Linked DNA regions of Sus scrofa: all the other regions are linked to region 2. The links are chromatin contacts, called in public HiChIP or PLAC-seq and promoter capture Hi-C maps. All regions are on one chromosome and are shown on one strand. Each heading gives the region's core, a stretch centred on a gene start, on an enhancer-like site or on the middle of the called end of the contact. The rest is flanking DNA. Distances are from core to core; before and after follow the strand shown.

Region 1 (3,310 bases), core at 580-3,079, 86 kb before region 2:
AAAGGATTCCATGTAAACATCAGACACAGATGGGTCTGTTTGCTCCCCCCGCCCCATCCCTCCCCGGAGCCCTGCGCAGGCCAAACACTCCCCAGATCTTTCTGTCCGCTCCAGTCCTACCTCAACCGGCTGCCTTTCTCCCAGGACAAACACATGCAGCATGTTCACATCTGGATCCTTGCTAAAGATGTTGGGCTTGGCATGATGCTGGAAGTGGCGATGGTTCCACCAGTTGGCAGAGGCACCCTGTGGGGGAAGGGAGGGGGGTGAGCTGTGCAGCCCTTGGGGGACCCACAAACAGCAGGCCCCACTCCTGGCACCTGCAGCATTCACGGCCAACTCCTCCATCACACACAGGGCTTTTGACTGAACGCCTGAGCTTGGCCCTGCCAGTCCTGAGGCCAGAGCGCTGGCCAGCTCCTCAGCCAGGACTTCTGAATGGAGCCGGGTCCCTCCATCCCTTCAGGCCTGTTTCCCAGTCCTAAGATGGTGCTGGTGATGGCTGGGAAGAGGCAGGTGTTTCAGCAGGTGTGGGGGAGTCTTCACTCTGCCAACCCCAGGGGTGAGCCTCCACGCCCCTCATGTTGTCCAGAGAGGAGAACTTCTGTTTCGGGAACTGTAAGAAGTGGTCCCTGGGAATTCCCATCATGGCTCAGTGGTGAACCAACCCAACTAGTATCCATGAGGACACAGGTTTGATCCCTGGCCCCACTCAGTGGGTTAAGGAGCCGGTGTTGCTGTGAGCTGTGGTGTAGGCCGGCGGCTACAGCTCCCATTTGACCCCTAGTCTGGGGACCTCATATGCTACTGGTGTGGCCCTAAAAAGTCAAAAAAAAAAAAAAGGAAGTGGTCCCTATTATATGACCGAGCATCTCACTCGTAGGTACCTACCCAAGAGCAATGAAAAACATGGCCACACACAACCTTGTACATGAATGTTTCTAGCAACATTTTGTTTTTGTTTTTGTTTTTGCTTTTTAGGGCCACACTCACAGCATATGGAGGTTCCCAGGCTAGGGGTCGAATCGGAGCTACAGCTGCCAGCCAAAGCCACAGCCACAGCCACAGCAACGCAGGATCCAAGCCGCATCTTCGACCTACACCACAGCTCACAGCAACGCCGGATCCTTAACCCACTGAGCGAGGCCAGGGATCAAACCCACAACCTCGTGGTTCCTAGTCGGATTCGTTAACCACTGCGCCACGACGGGAACTCCTATACTTGATTCCTTTTTGATGAAGGGTCCAGAACAGGGCAATCTATAGACACAGATGAGTGGTTGCCTAGTGCTGGGGCTGGGATGAGTTGGGTGGTGGGGACTATGTGGCATGGGATTTCTTTTCAGACTGACATTTGAAAGATGTTCCAAAATTGACAGTGATGGTGGTTGCACAGATCTGTGAATTTACACACTTTAAAGGGCAAATTGCACAGCATGTGAATGACATCATATCACATCGTAGGCCAACAGCTGCAGTTCCAATTTGACCCCTCGCCTGGGAACTTCCATATGCTGTGGGTGAGGCTCTAAAAGAAAAAAAATAAAAAAGCTTTAAGAAAAAAAAAAGGGGGCGGGGAGTTTCCTGGTGGTCTAGGGGTTAGGATTTGACACTTTCACTGCTGCAGCCCAGGTTCAATCGCTGGTCTGGGAACTGAGATCCCACGTCAAACCACTGTACACTGAGGCCAAATAAATAAATAAATACATAAAAATAAAAAAAACAAACAAAAACGAAGACCGTAGGTGGCCCTTGCTCTCAGAGGGCCTGCAGAGTAGCTGGCAAGAGACAGCCCAACAGCGAGACATGCCACTGCACTGAGGCATGACAGCTGAGGCATGTGATACCCAGACATCTCAGGAAGGAATTAATAAGCAATTTCTAACACAAACAGCTAAGAGCTTGGATTCCAGCAGACAAGAAGAATTACGTAAGAATTTCCGTCAGTGCCACAAATTACCTTCTTCCTCTCTGTCTCTCTCTCTTTTTCATTTGGTCTTTTTAGGGGTGCACCCTCAGCATATGGAGGTTCCCAGGCTAGGGGTTGAATCGGACCTGGAACTGCCAGCCTACACCACAGCCACAGCAACATGGGTTCTGAGCCATGTCTGCAACCTACACCACAGCTCACGACACCGCCGGATCTTTAATCCACTGGGTGAGGTCAGGGATCGAACCTGAGTCCTCAGGGATATGAGTTGGGTTCATTACCACTGAGCCACAACGGGAACTCCCCTTCCTTCCTTCCTTCCTTCTGGCCACACCCGCAGCATACAGAAGATCCGGGCCAGGGATTAGAACCAAACTGCCCCAACCCCAGATCCTTTAACCAAATGCCCCGGGCCTGAGATCGAACCCACACCTCAGCAGTGACCTGAGCTGCTGCAGTTGGGATTCGTAACCCACTGCGCCATGGAGGGAACATCCAATGAATTTCTGTCTCATCAGCTGGAGCTCCAGACACATTGAGGGCATGTCCTTCCACAGTCACCCAGTGACGCAAAGAGCAACTTTCCTGACCCTTCAGCTCCAGGACTTCACTAGTGAACATTTGCCGGGTCAATCAATGCTCTGGCCAAGGGTCTGGCCAACTACAAAAAGGCCTAACTGTAAAAACAAACATTTAACTTGGGAGGTGTTTTGGCACAAACACAGTTTCTGGACACTCTCGGTCCGGGACAGGAACAGCTCTGAGCAGCTGTGACCTTTGCAGTGAACTTGCATAACCCCTGTAGGCAGGAGGGCCTCAAAACGCAACAGAGAAGGAAAAACAAACAAACAAAAAAAAAGTCATCAAATGAGCTCAGAGGATCAAGAAATCAAATGACACACTTGCCTTTCCAGCCAAAGGGAACAAAATTCCTGGGACGAGCGCAATGGAGTCTCTGGTACAAAGAAATTAAGGGGCAGAGCATTTAAGCACGATATTCAGAACACAGCAACTAGAGAAGTTTGCTGGGAGTTCCTGCTGTGGCTCAGTGATGACGAACCCGATTAGGATCCATGAGCACTCGGGTTCAATCCCTGGCCTTGCTCAGTGGGTTAAGGATCCAGTGTTGGCGTGAGCTATGGTGTAGGTTGCAGATGCAGCTTGGATCCAGAGTTTGTGGCTGTGGCGGAGGCCAGCAGCTGCAGCTCCAATTCGACCCATAGCCTGGGAATGTCCATGTGCCAAGGGTGTGGCTCTAAAAAAAAAAAAAAAAAAAAAAAGAAAGAAAGAAAAAAAAAAAGAGAGAGAGAGAGAGAAGGAGAAGTTTGTTGAAAAAAAGAAAAAGAGGAGTTCCTGTCGTGGCTCAGTGGTTAACAAATC
Region 2 (3,208 bases), core at 646-3,145:
CACTGCTAAATTGTTGGGAAAAGTCTTTTTTTTTTTTTGGCTGCACCCAGGGCATATGAAAGTTCTGGGACCAGGGACTGAACCTGCACCACAGCAGCCACCCAAGCTGCTGCAGTGACAATGCCAGGTCCTTAACCAGTGCACTACAAGAGAACTCCCAAAGTCTTTTTTTAAATGGAAATTTGGCCTGCACAGGGGCAGCTGCATGGACCATCACTTCCGAGCAAGGTGCAGTGGCCTGGCATCTTAACTGGAAGCCAGGCCATCTGGGTTTCCCCGTGGGAACTTGGAAAGTCCCTTCCCCATTCTGAACCTCAATTTTCTTAACTCAAAAAATGAGGGATTTGGGTTGGAGGAAGGTCCTTTTCTACCAGATATCTAGCCATACTTCTAGTTTCCTGACCCCAAGGGGCAAAGACTAGCTCAGTGCACAGGATAAAGTTTGGCCTCCTTTCCCTTGGCTGCGCAATTCCACTAGTACAATCAGAGGAGAGACAGCAGAGCTAAGCAATCAGAGCACAGATCAGTTCTAATCTCCGTCCTGCCACTTACTGGCTGTGTGACAAAAATACTTAACCTCTCAGCAGTTCAATTTCTCCATCTGTAAGTGAGGTCCTTACCTCATAGGATTGTTATGAAAATTACATGTTTGCAAAACACTAAAAACAAGGCCAGGCACATAGTAAGTGCTTTGTAAAGGGTTTGCTGAATAAATAAAATTTTGCATGTAAACTGAGTCTCTTTGCAAAGGCAACAGTTTCTTGACTGTCCCCCAGCCTCTGTGTGCTTCCTCATCCCTTCCTAAAATTCAGAGCTCTGAGCCCTGATCTCTCTACTTCAAGGTCTCCTATGGCTCCCAGGTGCCTCCAGGATGGAGTGGCGATGCCTCAGCTAGAAGACCCAGGTTCTTCACACAGGGCTTCCCAGAGGTCTGGAGATGCGGGGCCACTTTCTTTTATTTAAGAATCTCAGTTAATTGAAAAAAGAACAGAAATAAAACACCAACAAGCAATAAAAGGCAAATAGGAAAATTGCGGGGCATTTTAAATGTTACACTGAGCAAAGTAAAGCATTAACCACCCCCGCCCCACCCCCAATAAACCATAATTCTGCTTTACAAGATAACTGCCAAGGGTTCTCTGACTGTTAATTCCAGCCGCACAATTGGTAGAGTGGCATGGCGAGGAAGCGGGAGTTCATCAGGTGGCTCTCAGGCAGGTGGGCGTCTGGAGACTGGCGGGGGGGTGGGGAGCAGCCCAAAGACCAGGCCCCTAGGACAGCCTCCTGTCCACCACGCCGTCACTGAAGCCTCCAACCTCGAACCTCGCGAGGCTGGCAGGCTTCCCCGGCCGCCAGGCGGGCCCTGCGCCCACCCACTCGGCTCGGCCTCTGCCCCTCGCCGCAGGCGGAGCCCACGCCTACCCTGGAAGCCCAGGGCGCCCCCGCACTGGGTGCCGCCTGGCCCGCTCCCAAGAGCCTCCACAGGAACCGTTATTCCGCCCGCGACGCCCCCTGGGAGCAAAAGTCGCCAAGTCGGGAAACAGGATCCCTCTGCGCCCCCGGCTGCGGGCCCGCGAGGTGGCGCGCGCCCCCGTTCAACGCCAGCCTAACCCGACCCTCCGGCCGCGGCCGCCGGCGCGGGGCCGGCGGAGGGCGGGGACTCGCTCCCCGCGCCACGCGGCTGGACCAATAGGAACGCGCGCAGCGGGGCTCAGCTCCCACCGCCTTGGTTGCTGAAAAGCCGGCGCGCGGACCGCGGGCTCAGGGTGCGCGCCAGCGGACCGGCTCCCCGAGCACGCGAGGCCGGCGCGCGCTGCCCCGCGTGTCCCGTGCGCGCTCCTGACCGCCCCAGCCCGGCTGGCGCGCGGCATCTCCTGGCCCCAATGGCCCCTGAGAACCCGGTCCAGGGGTCGACCCCGCGCTTCTTCACCTGGGAGGAGGTGGCGCAGCGCACGGGAAGAGGCAAAGAACAGTGGCTCGTGATTGACCGGAAGGTGTACAACGTCACCAAGTTCACCCGCCGGCACCCCGGGGGCTCCCGGGTCATCAGCCACTACGCGGGGCAGGATGCTACGGTGAGCGCTGCCAGACCTGGGCATGGGAGGAGGCAGGGTCCGGCGCCCGGGGCCGGACACTCGGTGCGCGAGACAAGAAGTTTGGCAGTCAAGGCCGAACACTCACTAATTCCAGGAAAAGCCGGGAGGCGCTGGAGCGTACCTGTTGCTAATTGATGGGGTGTGCTGCGGGCATGGGATGCAAGGGCAGGAGTGAGCCTGCGAAAAGTGGAGTATGGAGTCTGGGGAGTGGGAATGGAGGCCGGCAACGTGCATACCAAACAAAGGGCTGAGCCTCGGGTCGGTACGCTCACTATGTGGCCCCCGAGTCTGCGGTTTTGAGGCGTGGGCAGGCCCCGGAGCTGGGCTGGGGTGGGATGGGGCGGGGAGGCGGGACCCCGGGGCCTCCTGTACCGCCGAGACCGAAGGAGGAGGGGTCAACGGCAAAGGGAGGGATTTTTTTTTAAGTCTTTTTAAGGCCGCACTGGTAGCAGATGGAGATTCCCAGGCTAGGGGTCGAATCGGAGCTGTAGCCGCTGGCCATAGCAACACCAGATCCTAGCCGTCTGTGACCTACACCACAGCTCAGGGCAACGCTGGATCCTTAACCCACTGAGCAAGGTCAGGCAGGGATCGAACCTGCGTCCTCATGGATGCCAGTCAGATTCGTTTCCGCTGAGCCAGGATGGGAACTCTGAAGAGAGGGATTCCTGACCTGGCTTGGTGGCTGGGAGGGGGCCGCAGCCGCGTCTGGAACGAGTGTGCCCGACAACACTAGCGAGCAGGACAAAGAACAAGGGAACCGCTCTGAGAGACACAGCTGAGATGGGAAGCCACCTGGCACTCACTGGGTGAAGACGAGAGGGTGGGTGGGGAGGGGGCCACTGGCCGGAAAGGGCTAGTGCCTGCTCGTGCACAGGAAGGAATGAGAGCAGCGGGCTGAAAATGGGGGCCTGCATTAGTGTACACTTGAGCGAGGAGCCCCGGATTGGTCCTGGAATTCTGTGGGGAGGTCACTCAGTTTCAGGCCACCAGGGTCTCCAGCTATTCGTGGCAGCGGACAGCTGAATGCATTCCTGGGCCGGAGGCTCAGTGCGGGGTCCGCATCCTGCCTCACTGGGCCAGCGCACACCCCAGACGGCATTCTACTTCCC
Region 3 (3,664 bases), core at 805-3,304, 69 kb before region 2:
GGATTTAAACATTCTTCCTCCAAATTCCTCTTTGCTCACTTTACACTCTAGGTATTACGAAATCCTCACTCTGACGTTCGATAACACTCCACTGAATGTATCCCAGAGCTTACAGTTTACGGGGTGCCTTGCCACATCAAAAAAAAAAAAAAAATGTATTTAACACGACGGAATAAGCAGACCAATCCATCAGATGTGACTTTTCCTTCTAGACAACTATTTGGTGAAGACTCAACCAGGGCAGGAACCTTTAGACGCTATCTGTAAAACCATGCCCCGGCTGGCACAAGTCCAGCCGCACGGACTAGCTGGAAAGACCGCTCACCAGGAGTGAGGTCTGGAAATCCACCTCCTTACAGAGCTGTGGAAAGGTCCCCAGGGGATAATAAACACACCGATGGTGCTTGAAAATCTTACACCGGTAGCACAGCCCTGAGGACTCAAGCTGTGTTCACAAGCAGGTCAAACTGGCTGGGGCCAAAAGCTGCAGGCGCTATCGCTGCTCACCGATGCTTCGAGCTGAAGAAGAGCTTAGATCAGAGCTGCCTGATCTGCCTCCACCCCTGGAGGAGGCCTGTCCCAATGAGCCAGGCAGCAAGATTAAGAGTGTCACCAACTAATGGGCCACGCAGCTTGGACAGCAAAAGCCCCGGCGGGTCAGCATGCCGGACCTCCAGGTGGAATGAGCTACTCAAGCTAATCCCTCCCTAGTCACCAGACTCCTTCTCTGCCTCCAGCTCACTGCCACCAAGAGAGACCCCCTTCCTTCCTCCCCGCCTCTGTTCTTTTCTCTCTCATTCACTTGAGCTCACAGGGGAACCGGCTGCACCTTCGAGAAAAGGGAGGATTTCCGTCTGGGGGTTAGGGGGCGTGGTGGAGGGGCTGGGGAACGCAGAGCAGCGATTACATAAAGGGGAGAGGAAGATGGGCATCCTGCATGAAAGTGCGGGTAAGACGGGTAGCCTGGCACCGGCGAGATCCTAGGGACTCACTACCTTTACCAGTGCAAGATGAGGGAAGGGCATTCCTGGCAGGATTTAGAAACAGAGGGCCTTTGAGTTGAAGTCCCCAGTAACCTCGGGTGCAGCCGGACCTGTTGCCGAGCCAGCCTTGTGCAGATAATAAATCGTCGGGTCTCAGAGCTCCTCTCCACCTGGGCTTTGCAAACTGCAAACCTCTCTCTTTCTACTACTTCTCACCCCGGTCCCCCAAGAAGGCCCACCCTTGCGGTGGGTGCTGGCTATCTCTGAGACCGTGGGACCGGGAACTACCAGACGGAGTCTCCCAGGCAGCCATTGCAGACCTTCGGAGGCTAGAATTCCAGCAGGAGCGAGCCCTGGCCGGGGGCGAGCTTTCCTTCCCCGCCCCCTGGTCTGGGGGAGAGCAGGGACGGGCGCAGAGTCCCACAGCTGGCTCCTCTCCCGCTCCTCTCCGGAGCGCCCAGGGGCGGCCATCTTTCACGATGGGGGCGCCAAAGCCTCAGCGCCCCCTTTGGGGAGTCCCCGAGTCCCAGTGAACCCGGAGGAAGTAACGGATGCAAGGCTCCCAGTGCGCGCGGTAGATCCGGCACGGTTCTCCACCGCTCAGATCTGCCTCCCGGGTTCCAGAATCCGACCCCCAGGGCTCGTTGGCCCAGCTGTCCTAGAGGACGAGGATTCGGGGCGGGGGAAGAGCACAGGAGACACTTTCCTTCCCTTCGGGACGCCCCAAGCTCCACACAGCGCTGGAGGTCTTGTTTGGCGCCCTGGGACCCACGGCTCCGGACTCCCTCCAGCAGCCGAGGAAGGTGGCGGGAGAGGCCCCAGACCCTTACCGTAGCATCTTCCCCTGCATAGTGCGAGATGACCCGGTGGCCCCCGGGGTGCCGGCTGGACCATTTGGTGACGTTGTAGACCTTGCGGTCGATGACGAGCCACTTGTCCGTGCGCAGGTTGTGCTTCTGAATCTCCTCCCAGCTAAAGGTAGGCATCTGCGCCTCGCGCTCGGTGGCCCCCTCGCCCTGGTTCCCCCCCTTCCCCATGCTGCCCGCTGACCAGGTTGCCCGGTGCACTGCGGTCTGTGCCGCTCGGGCCCTCCTTGCTTTCGGCTTTTGTCTTCTCCTCCTCCCACCGCGCCCCCTCCCCCAGCCTCCTCGCCTCCGCTCGGGAGTATCCTTGCCTTTCCTCCAGGCTTCCCAGTGGCCCCAAACGGTCCCCTCCCTCCGCCCTCCCTCCGCCCGCCAGCCCGCAATGGACTTTTGCCTCCAGCTAAAACTCCCCGGTAGCTCAGGGCCTCCAGGCCTCCTGTGCCCGCCCCTCCGACTCCCCCCGCCCAGGGCTCTGCATCCTCCCGCGTTCCCCTCCGCCTGGGTTTCCACAGTGATCAGCAGAGCTTCTGCACCAATCCGGGCGCGTCGCCCCGCCTGCCATTGGCCCAGGAGGATCTTTCGAAGGCCAGCGGGCTGGAGCAGCGGTCCCCGGCTCCCCCGCCTGCCCGCCCACGCGGAGTCGAGCCAGGCAGGGAGGCAGGTTACGTGTCCGAACTCCTCCCGCCCCCGCTCCGGCGCCGCGCAGCGGAGGGGATCTCAGGGGAGCGCGGCCCGCGAGAGGGGGCGGTGGCTGAGTTCTGGGCGCGTGCGCGCGCCCCCATCGCCCGCGCTTCCGGGGTTTGCACCTGATGCTGGCGCCCAGAGGTCCCCGCTTGCTTTACGGTGGCGACCGGCCGGAAGACAGGCTGGCGGGTGCTCGGGCAGCGCGGAGCTGGGGGGCTGGCGAGTTCCACTCTGGACCGGCCTGGATAGGTGGCGCCCGTCCCTGACCCGCTGGAATCGAGACTTCAGGATCCGCATTGTCCGCGCTTACCCCATTGGCGCCCTCCTGCAGCCTCCCTGGTTCGGAAAGGAGCCCTCCTCCCGACGGCTCAAGACTCTGAAGCCTGTAATCAGTGGATCTTAGGAGAAAATTGCAGAACCTCTGATGTGCTTTCCTGTGTTAGGCGCCATGGTGGTGGGAGGAGGGGGCGCCGTGGTGGGGAGAGTGGGGGGGCCCAGGGTGAACAAGACTTGGTTCTAGCCCCGAACTCAGGAATCTCACAACCTAGTTGGGAGAGGGAGAACATGGAAGCAATACGGGACCTCATACCATCAATTGTTCAGTGATGCTGTAGAGACTCCAGGAAATAAAGGTGGGGGTAGCAAAAGGATAGGCCTGTGCAGGTCCCCAGATGCCACCTGGATGGAACTGCTCAGGATCAGCGCCCCAGCAAAAGGACTGCCTGGAGTCCAGGCTTGAGAAAGCTGGATCCTTGGGAGGTGCCCTAGCGGCTCAGCGGTTGAGGAAACCAACCAGGATCCATGAAGATGCGGTTTCGATTCCTGGCCTCACTCAGTGAGTTAAGGATCTGGCGCTGCAGGTCACAGACACAGCTTGGATCCCCGCGTTGCTGCCCGGGAACCTCCATATGCCACGGGTGCGGCCCCAAAAAAAAAGACAAAAAAAGACTGGATCCTCTACTCTTCCAGGGTTTTAGCGAGTCCAATAATTAAATTGATATGACGCATTAACAGGAGAAAAACATTCAATAATATATATATCTCTCTCTCCTGTATACATAGGAGACACTCGGACCAACTCAACTACCCGAAAATTGCCAAATGGGAAGCCCTTCACCTTAAATAACATCCTGG

Evidence for each region. Promoter capture Hi-C pulls out the DNA fragments that hold promoters and counts their contacts. HiChIP or PLAC-seq counts read pairs in DNA pulled down with a chosen protein or histone mark.
Region 1: a contact with region 2 is called in an H3K27ac HiChIP or PLAC-seq map of skeletal muscle. The contact joins the enhancer-like site here to the promoter of FADS1 in region 2. A contact is called at or near these places in 4 of 5 promoter capture datasets (fetal liver, fetal skeletal muscle and liver), 11 of 47 Hi-C or Micro-C datasets (embryonic fibroblasts, epiblast stem cells, heart right ventricle and 4 more) and 1 of 2 datasets of contacts at active chromatin or transcription factors (skeletal muscle).
Region 3: a contact with region 2 is called in a promoter capture Hi-C map of fetal skeletal muscle, with 3 times the contacts expected there. The contact joins the promoter of FADS2 here to the promoter of FADS1 in region 2. A contact is called at or near these places in 2 of 5 promoter capture datasets (fetal skeletal muscle and liver), 14 of 47 Hi-C or Micro-C datasets (alveolar macrophages, blood, brain and 9 more) and 1 of 2 datasets of contacts at active chromatin or transcription factors (skeletal muscle).

What each region holds. Positions count from the first base shown.
Region 1 is chr2:9,647,127-9,650,436 of Sscrofa11.1, forward strand. FADS2 (fatty acid desaturase 2) reads right to left here. Exons shown (of 12, transcript NM_001171750.1): 5 at 121-246. Among named protein-coding and RNA genes, the nearest start is that of FADS2, 18 kb to the right of the region's middle. Within about 2 kb of position 1,830, at least 20 of the 83 cell types and tissues checked have an H3K27ac peak or open chromatin away from gene starts, as enhancers often do. A contact at or near this core is called in embryonic fibroblasts, liver, omental adipose tissue and 1 more, where this site is marked.
Region 2 is chr2:9,733,530-9,736,737 of Sscrofa11.1, forward strand. It overlaps FADS1 (fatty acid desaturase 1), which reads left to right and starts at 1,896. Exons shown (of 12, transcript NM_001113041.1): 1 at 1,896-2,075. The coding sequence starts at 1,896.
Region 3 is chr2:9,664,612-9,668,275 of Sscrofa11.1, forward strand. FADS2 (fatty acid desaturase 2) reads right to left here and starts at 2,055. Exons shown (of 12, transcript NM_001171750.1): 1 at 1,814-2,055. The coding sequence starts at 2,020. It overlaps LOC100739565 (a long non-coding RNA gene), which reads left to right. Exons shown (of 3, transcript XR_135127.4): 1 at 1-1,961.